Regions from separate parts of the Anas platyrhynchos genome. Here region 1 is linked to region 2. A link is a contact called in public Hi-C data. All regions are on one chromosome and are shown on one strand. The core of a region is the stretch at or near the end of the contact, and the rest is flanking DNA. Distances in the headings are between cores, read along the strand shown. Region 1 overlaps USP25 (ubiquitin specific peptidase 25). Region 2 holds the start of USP25 (ubiquitin specific peptidase 25).

Region 1 (6,409 bases), core at 604-3,103, 51 kb before region 2:
CTACAAAGCCAAAGTATTTTATGTAAGATCCATAATAAGAAGCTCAGAGCGATATTAATTGGCACCTGTAACATCTGTGCTAATTTGAACTAGAGAGCAGTGCAAAAATCAATTACAATAGAGAAATGCCGTTATTAACCACTAGGGGAAGTCAGCTTCTAATTTTACCTTTTGGTTTCGAGGCAAGTCTTGAGCATTTGCAGGAGGATTGAAATTCAAAACTAGTCTTCGAAACTCCAGTAGATTAAATAATGACTGAAAAGAAACAAATAAAGTGTTAAAGCACTTCTGAAAACCCTAAAAAATTATTCCAAAGTGTGCCAATAAATTAAATGTTAAACATATAGCTTCTAAAATGAAACTTTACCATTATATATTGTTTTACTTAAACTTCGCTAAATATATTTTCAACATTACACAATTACTTTACTGAAAAAGCATAATTAAAAAAAACTTTATAGTTAAATGAAAAAATAAGTTTATATGATAGGTAAAATAAATTACTTTTTTCAGTGCATTTTATTAACTGTATAGCTGTTAATTTTCAAATCAAAATAAAAGCTTCTTTGACTATGTAAAATTAGTCTTGTAGCCCCTCTATCGTCTACCGCCTCAATGCAGAGAGGCTATATCTTTGTACATGCAACTTAAATCCACTTGCAATCTGTACTTATTCCATTCTTTCCATTCCTCCAGGATTTGAATACTGCATGTTAGAGTAAGGAAACCAGGTTACACAACTTAGCAAATAAGGAACTGCTGTTATTCTAATTTTATGTACAACAGGACAAGAAAAAGGGCACACCTGAGAAGAACACCACAGAACACAGAGCCTGGAGCCAAGACAGTACAAGAAAAAGACAACTGATTGCAAAAATAGAAGTCCAAAGCAGTGGCTTAGGACTGAAGTCCAAAGCACTGATGTAACTGCATTGTTGCTTTTCTGTATAGGCATGAACTGCTTCGGTTAAAGTTGAAGATGTAGTGCTTCTTAAAGGTAAGTTAGGCTTAATTCTATCACTTCATTACCACAGATCAGCATCTGGATGAAGAAAGGGTTTAACATATTTTAAACACGCTCAGAGAAGCACAGGAGAGGTTTACCCTCTAATTCATCCAATTTGGTTTTACAGCCTGTACTTTTTTTTTTTTCCCTGATCACATATTAGCTATTTATTTTTGAAAGGCAGAGTTTGCCTACTCCGGCAGTAGACTTTGATCCCACAATTTGTTCTACACAGGTAAAGACTTAAGTCACAGACCACAATGGACTTAACAGGATTTCAACTCCATAATGCCAAGAAAGTGAAACTCAAATTGTGAAGAGGCGGTGGGTTTATTCTAAGAATTTTAAACACATTGGATGGAAAAAAAAAGATGAGTTTGTGAGAATTTGCTCTCCTCATGAAAGACCCTTTTCCGAGTTTGACCTCTTCCCATATACCGGAGTGTACACCATCTCCAGCAAAATCAGGCGGCTATCAAAGTTGTATTTCCTAACACTTTTAGATTTAAGAAGACAAAAACACCAACGAGAAAAGTCCTTTCTCACATTGCTAAATCAATATAATCAAGTAGGCAAGCTTTTTTTTCCCCAGCTGTTTTGATGGTCAGAATACAGGTTTCCCTTTTATCCTTCCTTGCAGAGAAGAAAAATTAAAACACCGAGTCCTTTGTTTACTTACTCAAACCATAGAAAATGTTAATATTTAATTCAAGTGTCATTCTAGAAGTTCGTACTAATTGAAGTTATGTCTCATGATGTAACAACATTCCACTGATGGGCTCTTCATCAAGCGAAACATAGCAATGCCTTACACACAAAATAAACCAGCTGTTGAAATATAATGTCCAAAGACTGACTTCTCTCCATGACTAATCCAAGTGCTATCAAAGTGCCAAGCAGCTGAGCTGGCCAATTTCATAACACATCCAAATTTAGTACAGAAAATTGTAATAAACTTTATGATTTTGCCTGGCATTTGAGTAAGTATTAGCTCTTTATTTCCCACCTTATTTCTGATTTTCTTCTTTTAAAATTATTTTCTCTTATTTTTTTCTAAATCCATTTGAATCCTTTTAAGTACCTGTACAGATATTCCAACTCATTGTTAAAATGTTAAATAACACCCCATTTTAACAACTGCAGTCAGAACATTTGCTTGACCAAGCAAAGGCTGACCATGTCAAAGATCCCCAGCTTATAAGAAACCTCTGATTCTCAGTGAACTTTTAAAGATGACAGACAGCAGCCTTGCTAGGACTTGACCCTCTTCTCTCAACTCCACTGGATGGAGCTCAGTGGGTCCCATAGACTATTTAATATGGGCCCAATTGCCTCCAGTAACCACTGACTCAATCCTCACCCACAGCTCAGAGCTAGACCCAGGTCCTTCTGTGGCTTTTTATTACCAGTATAGGAACAAAAGCTCTTCTTATTACCATAGGCATCCTCTGCAAGCATTAACCCCAGGTGAGTTTTCACTTTTCACTTCCTAACACCATCCTTCCATGCCTGGGCAGTGTTTCCAAACTCCTCCTCAGTAGTCTACCTCTGCTTCCACTTCCTGCACAATGCTTGTCCTCTCAGCTCATTAAGCTGACAGCAAATGATTAATTTTTACTGTTTTATTTTCCTATTAGCTTAACACCTGCTTACCAAGTGGACAGATTAACACCACTGCTAGGAAAGGGAATCACAATAGTAGTAAGTGATATCAATTCAAATTACCATGAAAATGAACAGATTATCAGAATGCCTTTCTGCTACTGCTTCAGTTAGGGACAGAACGAGAGCATAACAGAAAATGAGGATAAACAAGCAAACAAAAAAAAGATACATTGTCAGTTTAGGGAGTTCAAAATAACAATGCTGAATGACAATAGACTTTTTGAGGCTTTCCCCCAGAACAGTTGGTAATATAGATATTTTCTGTCATGCTAGAGAGAACTATTTAGAGGTGTAGCTTCAAGAATGTAAGATATCAAAAATGTTCAATTTTCCAAGTAATGTCTACCTTAGTTACATAGACAGACACCAGTTTCAGAATATAAGTAGCCTTGGTTTCACTTTAAACATCCTGCCTAACCCTTTGCGCCTCTTAGTATCTAGGATTATCAAAACAAAATTAGTTTGGCTGAATAAAGTAATAATTCTTAATATTCAAGTACTGTGATGCTGCATTAACACTGTAAGAATGTAAATTAGTCATCACATTAAATCCATAAAAGCTTAGCATGCAACTCAGATCATTACGAGCTGCCAACAGAGTCCCAAAATAGTAAAGGTACTGACATCAACCATACTTGGAGAGTAGGAAACAGTACTTTTACATCTAGATGAAAGATAACCTATCAAGCTGTTGCATATAGCTTTGGACAGGCACTCTTTGATGGATTCTTGAAGATCTGTAAGCACAGAGCACTAAAAACAGCTGTTTCAGCAACAGATGTAAAAAGAAATAGACTAGCAATTTCGTATGTTTCCACTGTCCAGGTCAAAGAAGCAAATATTTTTGAGCCCTAGCTGGTGATTTTTTAATATTGATTACCTTTCTAAAGTTTACAAGAACACAATCTTGTAATACAACAAACACAGCCATCTTTCTATTCAATTTGCAAAGATTAAACTCAGAAGGAAGGAAGGGCTTTCAGATTGTTCTATGAAGCTTGTATTAAAGCAATCCAGGCTACTAATTCTAAAACAGGCTATAAGATGCCAAAAACATTTCTCATTTCACAGAAAATGATGATGATGTTTAAGTAGAACGAATACATTTGACTAATGTTGTAATGGCTGTAGAAAAATGAAACTTCCTAAGGTGATAAGCAAGAAAAATCCTGGTTATTAAAGCTTAGCCAACAAAAATAGGCCATACCTATAGGCAGGCAGCTGGAACACTGGCTTTTGTGAAACGTGGTCAGCATTGAGGTTTGTCTTAACACAACCACAAGAAAAAGCTGTGCAATTTCCATTCCTGGGGCATGCTACTTTCACCAGAATGAACTGATTTAAAAATGAATAAGAATGCCACCAATAGTGTATGTGTACATAACAATAGCATTGTGTCTGCAGCAAATACTAGCAAGAAAATTTGTCTCAATTAGTGCCAAGGCATAAGATTTAACAGGAGAAAATTATAAACTTGAATTTTGGCAAAGAAAATTTAGCAAGGATTTAATTTGGTTAGAAACCAAAATTGAAAGGTATCTTGTTAGTACAGCTTAAAAAGCAATTATTAGGCAGGGGGGAAGAGAAGCACACGTTTCTGCAGAGCTCTTAAATGAATCCCTTCAGGTATTGGCATGTAGCCGAAACATGATCTTGTGCAAGTCAAAAGCTTATATATGCATTAACACCCCAAAACAGCTATTTGCCGAGATGACATTTAGCCACCGTGGGCCCTTTGTGCATTTCCGATTTTATATTCATTCAGAGTTTAAAGCCACAAAGCAGAGACCGTATCTACCTTCAGTCTGTATAGCAAACATAGAGCAATCTTAAAGAATTAATACATTACTGTTCTGAAAATAAAGAGTATAAATAGAATTCTGCCTATGTCATTAAATATATTATTTGGAAGAGTCTGCCTCTGCTAACATGACAAATTTATGTTCTTACTTCATTCACTTCATAAACAACTCTGGTGTATACAGAGCTACTGTTAGTGGGGCAGATTGGCCATTTTTAGGGTTAATTTTTCATTCATGCCAATAATATAAATCAAAGAAAAAGCAGAACCCTATATGCTAACCTGCACATATGAGCATATACTCTTGTCAGTAGCATTACTAACTTCAAGTTTTTTAACCAGTAAGGATAAAGTGCTAAGGGTTCCAAAAAAAAAGTACTCCTGCTACACTAATGATTATTGGTGTCTTAACACTCTCACAAACTGTGGATTGAATATTGCTCAATATTGCAAGAACACATTCAATTTCACCAGCAAATAACTTCACTTCTCTCCAAATTTCAAGTCTTTTGGATTCTATACCACTAACTCGGAAAAATTGCTTCCCACTCGTCTCTAAGGCCTTCCCCACCTTTTCTATTCAACGATGTACTTTACCTTGTGGTTTGTGTTCTTGAACCTACTCTTTTGACTACAGGAGTTCACGAAGCAGCTTGTATGTTACCACTGCACCAACTTACGCACTGCTGCTTTCCATCCCTGTAACTTACTCTGGGGCTGCTTGCTGCTCCACTTGTGTGTGTCTTACTCACGGTAAGTGGTAAATCCTGTTTATCAGAACAGAGACTAATGACAGGCATTAAATGTGCTCATCAGACCTATATTTAAGCCAATACATACATCACATGGCAGTAAAACACAGACAAGAATCCTTCCTATAATCCTTAAACTAAAATGAATTTGAGTGCTATACTTACTTGCTTTTGCATATAAATTAAACACATTTTATTACAGTGTAGAAAATAATTAATGTTAAAAAAATACTGAAAATTTTAAATATATTTTCCTCCTGAGTACATAATGGCCCTGTGTGTGTATTGCCTTCCACCTTTTAAAGAAAAAGACCATGATAAAACGAGGAAGTTATCCAGAGCATCATTGTGATATTGCTTTTTTTCATTCACTGAGAACTTGGCACAATCAAAAGCTTTCCTAAAAATCCTCACATTCTTTAAAAACCTGCACATAGTGACAAAGAACAAAAGAAAGAAGAAAGGAGCTTAAAAGCTAGGACTTTAGCAAGTTCGTGTTCCTATACTTGTGAAATTATAGGTATGAGAGTTTTTTCTCTATCCTTCTTGGAAGCAAAACTCCTACAGACAGATATGACACTACCTCGTGGTTGAATTTGTGCAGAACAACTCCACATGTACAGTGGAGTCCAGAAAACATTTAGTGTTTTCAAAGTCACAGAGAGATTCAATCACAGATCTTAAAAGCTTTGGAAAGCATCTCACAAAGCACATTCTTACTCATAAACAATCAACAATTCAGCATTCCAAACTGCTGAAAACTCAAGTATAAAATGCAGTTTTGAGCTGTTGTGGTTTGTTTTTTCTAGAAGGCTTAGGTGTAACATGGAAAAAGATGGAGAACAGCTTTCATACTGTTTGATCTAGAAAGTCAAACTAACTTAAGAACTCCAGCAGACTTGGGTTAAGTTGACATTTTAAGTAAACAGCAGCTCACCATGGTATTACCAGCCTGTATTTAGAGAACGTTTACTCATTTATAGCAACAAACTCAGAACATTACTGTAATTCAGAAGACAGATAAGCATGATCTGAGATGCTTCTAGAAGAACTCATCTTATATTTGTGTCTTGGCACATATTAAAAAATGCCATTCAACCACTCCTCTGTTACTTGCTTTAAGCAAGAAAAAAATATGTTAAGACATAAAATAACAGCCAAGATTTCCTTATACGGTTACAGTTC
Region 2 (6,267 bases), core at 2,169-4,668:
GTGAGAACGCAGCATGACTACCACATGCTTCCCACGAGCACCAAATGCTGGGGGGGCATTTGTGAGATCTGTGAAATTTCTGTGAGATCGCCTCCTGCCACTGAGAACTGCAGAGCCATCGCTGCCTCAACTGTGGGAGACGTGCGGCTGTGTCACCCTCTGCACGAACAGCTATCGCCGCATTAAGAAGCCAGTGACTATGCTTTCAGGAAAGAAAAGCTGCCACTGCCATATTACTAACAGTCTTTCAATAAGCACATCAAATATACAGGTTATGCAAAGCAGAAAGGCACCTGCCAGCTAACAGAGTTTTCTCTGTAATACCCCCTCCCCCCCCAAAAAAAAAAGACCAAAGAAGAGAGAAAGTGAACAGTGTTAGACTTTGCTTAATGCCATGCGTTATTTCTAGTGCTAAATATCCTCAAAGGCTTGTGCTTCTTTAAAAAAAAAAAAAGCTGAGCTGATACACCTAACTTTATTCCACTACTCCTGTGATTAGACTGCCAATATAGTGCTGAATCACAGGTCTGAAATAACAGTGGGTGTGGGAAACGAAAGGACAGAGAGAACAGGCCTGGAATCCACGCACCAGCCAGCACTCAGTCTTCCTCCTAAGGCACTGGCACTCGATAACACACATTGCTCAGGGGCCTGCTACCATTCACCCCAGTTTCTGCAGTCTGTTGTTACGAGCTGGCTGTCACAGTGATTACGAGTTCGGGCTGAAACACGTATGACCTCTCCACACTGCTTTCTTCCAGTTACTAGAAAGTCACCTTCCCCCCGCCCTCTGTCTAAAGGGCACGGACTTGGCAAAGGGGCACAGCAAGGGCGTCAGCCTGTAACTGCGCTCAAGCACCCTGGGCTCAACAGAAAGGTTACCGATAGCCTACAAGTCCCCTACAACATTACAGAACCGCACAAGAGTCAGAGCAATGAGAGCATCGTGACTAACTTGCTTCAGGAGATAAATGGCTAGCTTTAACGAGGAGTCAAGATGACCACTAAACATAAAAGAAAGAATGTCTTTTGAACTGGTCCGGATTCTTTAACTACGAACTGAAGATAGCTTCAGCGGGAGGGGGGCTGTTTGTAGTTAGAGCACTTACTAACAAAAATCTGCTTCGCCCAGTGCTGTTGAAGCTTGACACATACTTCCTGTATGACAGAAAGACAACATCTGATGAACAATGTTGGGAACCACAGCTCTGAATAAGGTATGCTGGTGACTCAGACATCTCTTAGAAATCCAATATATTTCTGTTTGCGTGTGGTTTCTTCACGCTAACAGAAAACAATCATGACAAACTTTGAGGTCTGCAGAACAAACTCTCTTTATTTGTAGAGCATGGGATTTTCTTCTTTTGAGGGAAGAAGATGAGCTAGTGGCATGGCAATCTCTCCAACCATGCCTCAGTCCACTGTGCTTTCAAGATCTTTTTTAATGAAAATAAGCTGAACAACGTCGAAGTTTGTCAGCTAGTTAGCTATTTGTTAGCCTCACTATGCAACATGACACTTACTTTGGAGTCTAATAGCATTTTTTGTAAAACGTTCTCAAGGTTGTTTCCCCCTCCTCCAGCATGCAATTAAGGATAAAGTAGATAATAAGAAGTTTCAGATAATAAAACAATCAGATGATTCAGTGGAAACAAATCCCTAGCACGAAAGAAGTTTGCCATGCTATACAATTTCTGGGGGTACTTAGAGAAGTAATCATCGTGCACGGAGAAATTTCAATGTTGGAAGTCTCAAACTGACTTCAGTTCTTTGCTCCGGTACGGATTACCAGGTGACCTGTAAGATTCAATCCCCAACCGCTCCGTAAACTCAGTCTTGAAACTGAAGTACTCCTGAACTACTGACCTACAAGCAATGGTTTAACTGCAAACTGTGGCATTTCTTCTTCAGCACTGCTGACAGACCGTCCAAGCCTTGACAAGCGCCCAGCAAGTATTATGTAACAGAAAATCTGATACAATAATTAGGAGATATTTAAGTAAACCATCAACAACGCTTTGAAAAAAAGATCTGGTTACTCAGGAGAGCGGCTGGACCAACACCAGCAAAAAGCAAAGTGCTTAAACACAGAAGATACAGCACGGGCCCTTGCAGCAGAAGCCTGCCACGTGCGTCTGTCAGCGCACATCAGTCGAAATCAGGACTGACTAAGGACTGAAATTGCCTGATTTTGACGAGGAGACAAAACTCGGTCCTTCAGCCCTTGCTGTCCCACAAAACCAGCGCTTCGCCGGGTGCCAGCAGCTGCCTGTCCCTCCCAGCGGGCTTCCCGAGCCGCCCTGCCCGCTCACACCTGCACCGCCGCTGCTCCGCTGACCCAGGGCTCTCGGGCCGCTGCCATTAAACTTCCTCACCGCCCGTGCCTGTGCAAACACCTCCACCATCGCCTGAAAACATCACGTGCCGCCAAAAATGCGTGCATACAGGGAAGAGGGGGCACCGCCGTGCCGCAGCCAGGACAGCAGCACACACCTTCGGGGACAGGGAAAGCGGCGGCGCGGTTAAAGCCCCGGCTTCCCCTGCCCGGGCGGAGGGGAGCTGCCGAAGGTGTCCATTTTCGAGCAGGCTCTGGCTGCTCACCAGCTCCCGGCCCGGGCAGCGGCCGGCGCAGCGCAGCGCAGCGCAGCCCCCCTTGGGCCCCGCTGGCCCGGCCGGGCCCCGCACGCCCGCAGCCCCCCAGCCCCCCCCCGCAGCCCCCCGGCTGCCCGCGGCGCGGGCCTCGCGCCCTTCCCTCCCTTCGCCCTTGGCCCGGGGAGCGGGGGGAGAAGTTCCCCGAGGCCGGCGCAGGCCCGGGCGGGCAGGGCAGGGCAGGGCAGGGCGGCCGGCTCCGAGCCGGGCCGGGCTGTACCGAGCCGAGCCGAGCCGAGCCGGGCCGAGCCGTGCTCTCACCTTGGCGGCTGGGCCGGGCTGCAGCACGTTCTGCTCCACCGTCATGGCCCCCGCGCGGCTCCCGGCTGCGCAGCGGGCTCGGCGGGAGGCGGCTGGGCCGGGCCCGGGCTGGGCGAGCGGAGCCGGAGGAGGCGGCGGGGCGGGAGGAGGGGCGGGAGGGGGAGCCCGAGTCAGCGCCAGGCGGGCGGGCCGCCGAGCCGGGCGGCCGCCATGGGGCAGCGCCGATCCGCTCAGGCCCCGCTGTCGCTCCCCGCGGCCCCGCCGCCGCACGGCGTTGCCGGGAGCGCCGCCGGCTCCGCCCTCGGCACGGCGCCGCCCCGAGCACCTGCCCCGGCGCCCGGGCACCCCTCGCCCGCCGCCGCCGCCGCCCTCCTCCCTCCTCCTTCCTCCCCGGCCGGTGCCTAGCGGGCAGGGGCGGCGGCGCTGCCCGCACCGCCCGCCTCCATCTTGGCGGCGGCGGCGCCCAGCCCCCGGGGGCCGGCGGGGCAGCCGGAGGGGCGCCCGGGGGGACACCCGGGGCCGGGGGAGGCGGCGGCTGCTGCCCGGGGGGCTCCCGGGGGGCTCCCGGGGGGCTGCAGAGCCCCGGGGCGGCCCCGCTGCCGGCGCTTCCCCGGCAGGCCGCCGAGTGCGCCTGATGGGGGTGGGGGGGTGTTAATGACCCGCTCCGCCGCCAGTAAGGCGGGGAAGGGGTCGGGTCCTTCAGAACGGCGTTATGAAGGGGTGGGTGATGGATTTTCTGTTCCTGTTCTCCCCCCAGCCTGTGCAGCCGAGGAAGGAGCAAGACGAGAGTTTCGGGCATCCTCGCAGCCACGGAGAGCCCGTCCTGGAGAGCTGGGGCCGCCCGGACCCGCTGCCCCCCCCTGACGCCGTGGGATGGGGACCGGGCGGGGCTGGGGCTGCCCCCGCCGCTTCCCCGCCGGCCGGGCCCTGCTGCTGCGGCAGGGACGGGCCCTCGGGCCTGCTCCACAGCCACCGGCAGGGCTGTGGAATAGCTGCAAAGTCAGCCTGCTGCCCACCTCCCAAAAAAAAGGTCTCACAAATCTCTGCAGCACCTGGGTTGCTGTGTGCTCAAGATGCACTTGAATTGAACCAGGGTAACGGGAAGGACCCACCCCAGGTGCTGGATCGCCTGTAGGTTGTATGGTAGCCGTGTGCCAGGTGGGTTTCCCAAGCAGGGAAGCCTGTTCTGTAGGAACAGCTCCGGGGAGCAGCATGCTGCTGCTAAACACTGCGTAACTCAAACTCTAGACCTGCAAGCCTGATGCAATGAAATGAATTGTGTCTACTCGCAATTCAACACGCAGAGCCTTTTACGACTCAGTAATTCAACTCCTCCCCCCAAGTGAAGTGAGATTACCAGGTAATAACTTCACTGCAAGGTCTTGGTCTTCAAGAAAAACACCAGTTTTTGCACAACTCAGGACAACCTGCAAACACTGCCTTAATTCACTGTAGCTTCAGAGCAGGAGATGTTGCAATTTGATCAATATTTGCTCTTCTAAGGTTTGGTGCTCATAGATTGTATCGGTTTTAATGGTTTTGCCTTTTATGCTGCAATATACAATGTATTTTTTAAAATTGATGTTCCCAAATAGTTTATTGTGCAAAAAGGCAAGATACTATGAAGATAATATAATGAGATCAGGAATGGGTTGCAAATTACTTTTCGGGGAATAGCCAGAAATTCTCTCTCCTTAGACTGAGAGCTACGTGTGAGATTGCTAACAGCAGGAGTTTATCACTTTCTTTTTTTTTTTTAAAAAAAAAAAAAAAAATTTATTGCACTGCTGTGCTAGAGTGCTAGACCAATTTCTCTGTCCTTTTCCAAAATAGTCATGCTTTTTCTTATGCTCTTTTCCAGCTTCTTGTACACTGTGGTTTTGGGGTATGCTACACGACTCATGTTCAGATAGTTTTCACCAAAGGTATTGCTTATATTCTTTGAAAATATTTGCTTCAATGTAGCATTAAAAATAAAATTTATCTTGAAATAATGCACGTGTCTTTCTGAGTTTTATTTAACTGAATGGAAAGGGCTTCCCCAACAGATAAAATGGGTCCAAAAGGAAAGTGTTGAAAAGAAATTTTACTTTTTGTCCAGTTTACCTCAAACCAGGATAGAATGACAAAGTATGAATTTCCATTAAATTCCTTCCCTTTTCTCTACACACACCCTGAGTTCAAAAATAGACAAAACAACCAACAACAAAGCTAACACTTTTAAGGGCTCCTTCCTGCTCCACTTCCTTTATGAAGAAGAAGAAGAAAAAAAAAAAAAAAAAAAAAAAAAAGAAAAAACACAGCTGAGCAATATACTTCTGAGACAGGGATTTGAAATGCTGACACAATTTGAGCTATAGTCATGCAAGGTATGGTTCTGTAGTACATAGAGTGTTGCTGGAAAGCAGGTGGAGTTGAGATTCATGCTCTGTTCGCAGCACAAGTTCTGTATCACGAGTATATTCAGCACAAAATTGCCTTTTATACTTTATCAGAAAACAGTAACAATTTTGTCAGGGCCACTGTTTAGAAAGAGCTCTTGACTTGACATTAGTACTCCTTAGTATCTATAATATAGTAAGGAGTTATTATTTTCATTATAAATTAAATAAGAAGGTATCTTGGTTTCTAGGGATCCAGTCCTTAATTCCTTTTCTGCCTTCAGATCCCATTGGAACCCAGATTCATGTGGTGCGTGCAGCAAAGAATTCAGCATGACAACTTGAGGTCCACAAGCTGTCACACTTGCGGTGTTGCTGCACAGTAAAAACCATGCAGGAGGCTTGTTCATTTTTTTTTATTTATGTAATTTCATCTAATCTCTGACATCACGGTACCCATAACGTGTTGTTTCTGAGGTGTGCCACCTTAACAAGGAGCCCACAGTCTTAAAATTCTGAGCTCCTATTGCTAGTCTGCAGCAATCATTTAGCTGTCACACTTCAGAGCTGCAAGCATTTTCTTGCTACTCTTATTGATGACGCTAGCACACAGAAAGAGAAGTGATCGTAAAGGGAAGTTTTTGCTTCACAGAAAAATGAAGGCTGCGTGATCACATTTGCTTATGAATCTCAAGAGATTAAATGTATTTGTTCTTTTTTTATCCCTTCCTCTTCCTTATACTGATGGTTACAAGCAGGGCAGTGTACCTTAATGCACCTTTAATATCTTAAATAGTATAAGCCATAGCTATATATGGCTTTTACTTCCAGGATATTACTATCCTGGAAGTTCATCACATCTCCACCTAGTTTCTCTTCATCTTTTACAGGGTACACAGTGGTTAAACATTTGGCAAACACGTTGTACAGTCTCTCAGTGTAGTCCTCACATCCAGCTGCCTGCTCCCCTCCGCAA

Evidence for each region. A called contact is a pair of places that touch in the nucleus more often than the background predicts.
Region 1: a contact with region 2 is called in a Hi-C map of liver, with 3 times the contacts expected there. The contact joins the enhancer-like site here to the promoter of USP25 in region 2. A contact is called at or near these places in 2 of 8 Hi-C or Micro-C datasets (liver and skeletal muscle).

The regions. Positions count from the first base shown.
Region 1 is chr1:103,813,350-103,819,758 of IASCAAS_PekinDuck_T2T, reverse strand. It overlaps USP25 (ubiquitin specific peptidase 25), which reads right to left. Exons shown (of 26, transcript XM_027449278.3): 6 at 169-255. Among named protein-coding and RNA genes, the nearest start is that of USP25, 49 kb to the right of the region's middle. Within about 2 kb of position 1,853, at least 1 of the 8 cell types and tissues checked has an H3K27ac peak or open chromatin away from gene starts, as enhancers often do.
Region 2 is chr1:103,764,363-103,770,629 of IASCAAS_PekinDuck_T2T, reverse strand. It overlaps USP25 (ubiquitin specific peptidase 25), which reads right to left and starts at 3,418. Exons shown (of 26, transcript XM_027449278.3): 1 at 2,911-3,418. The coding sequence starts at 2,955.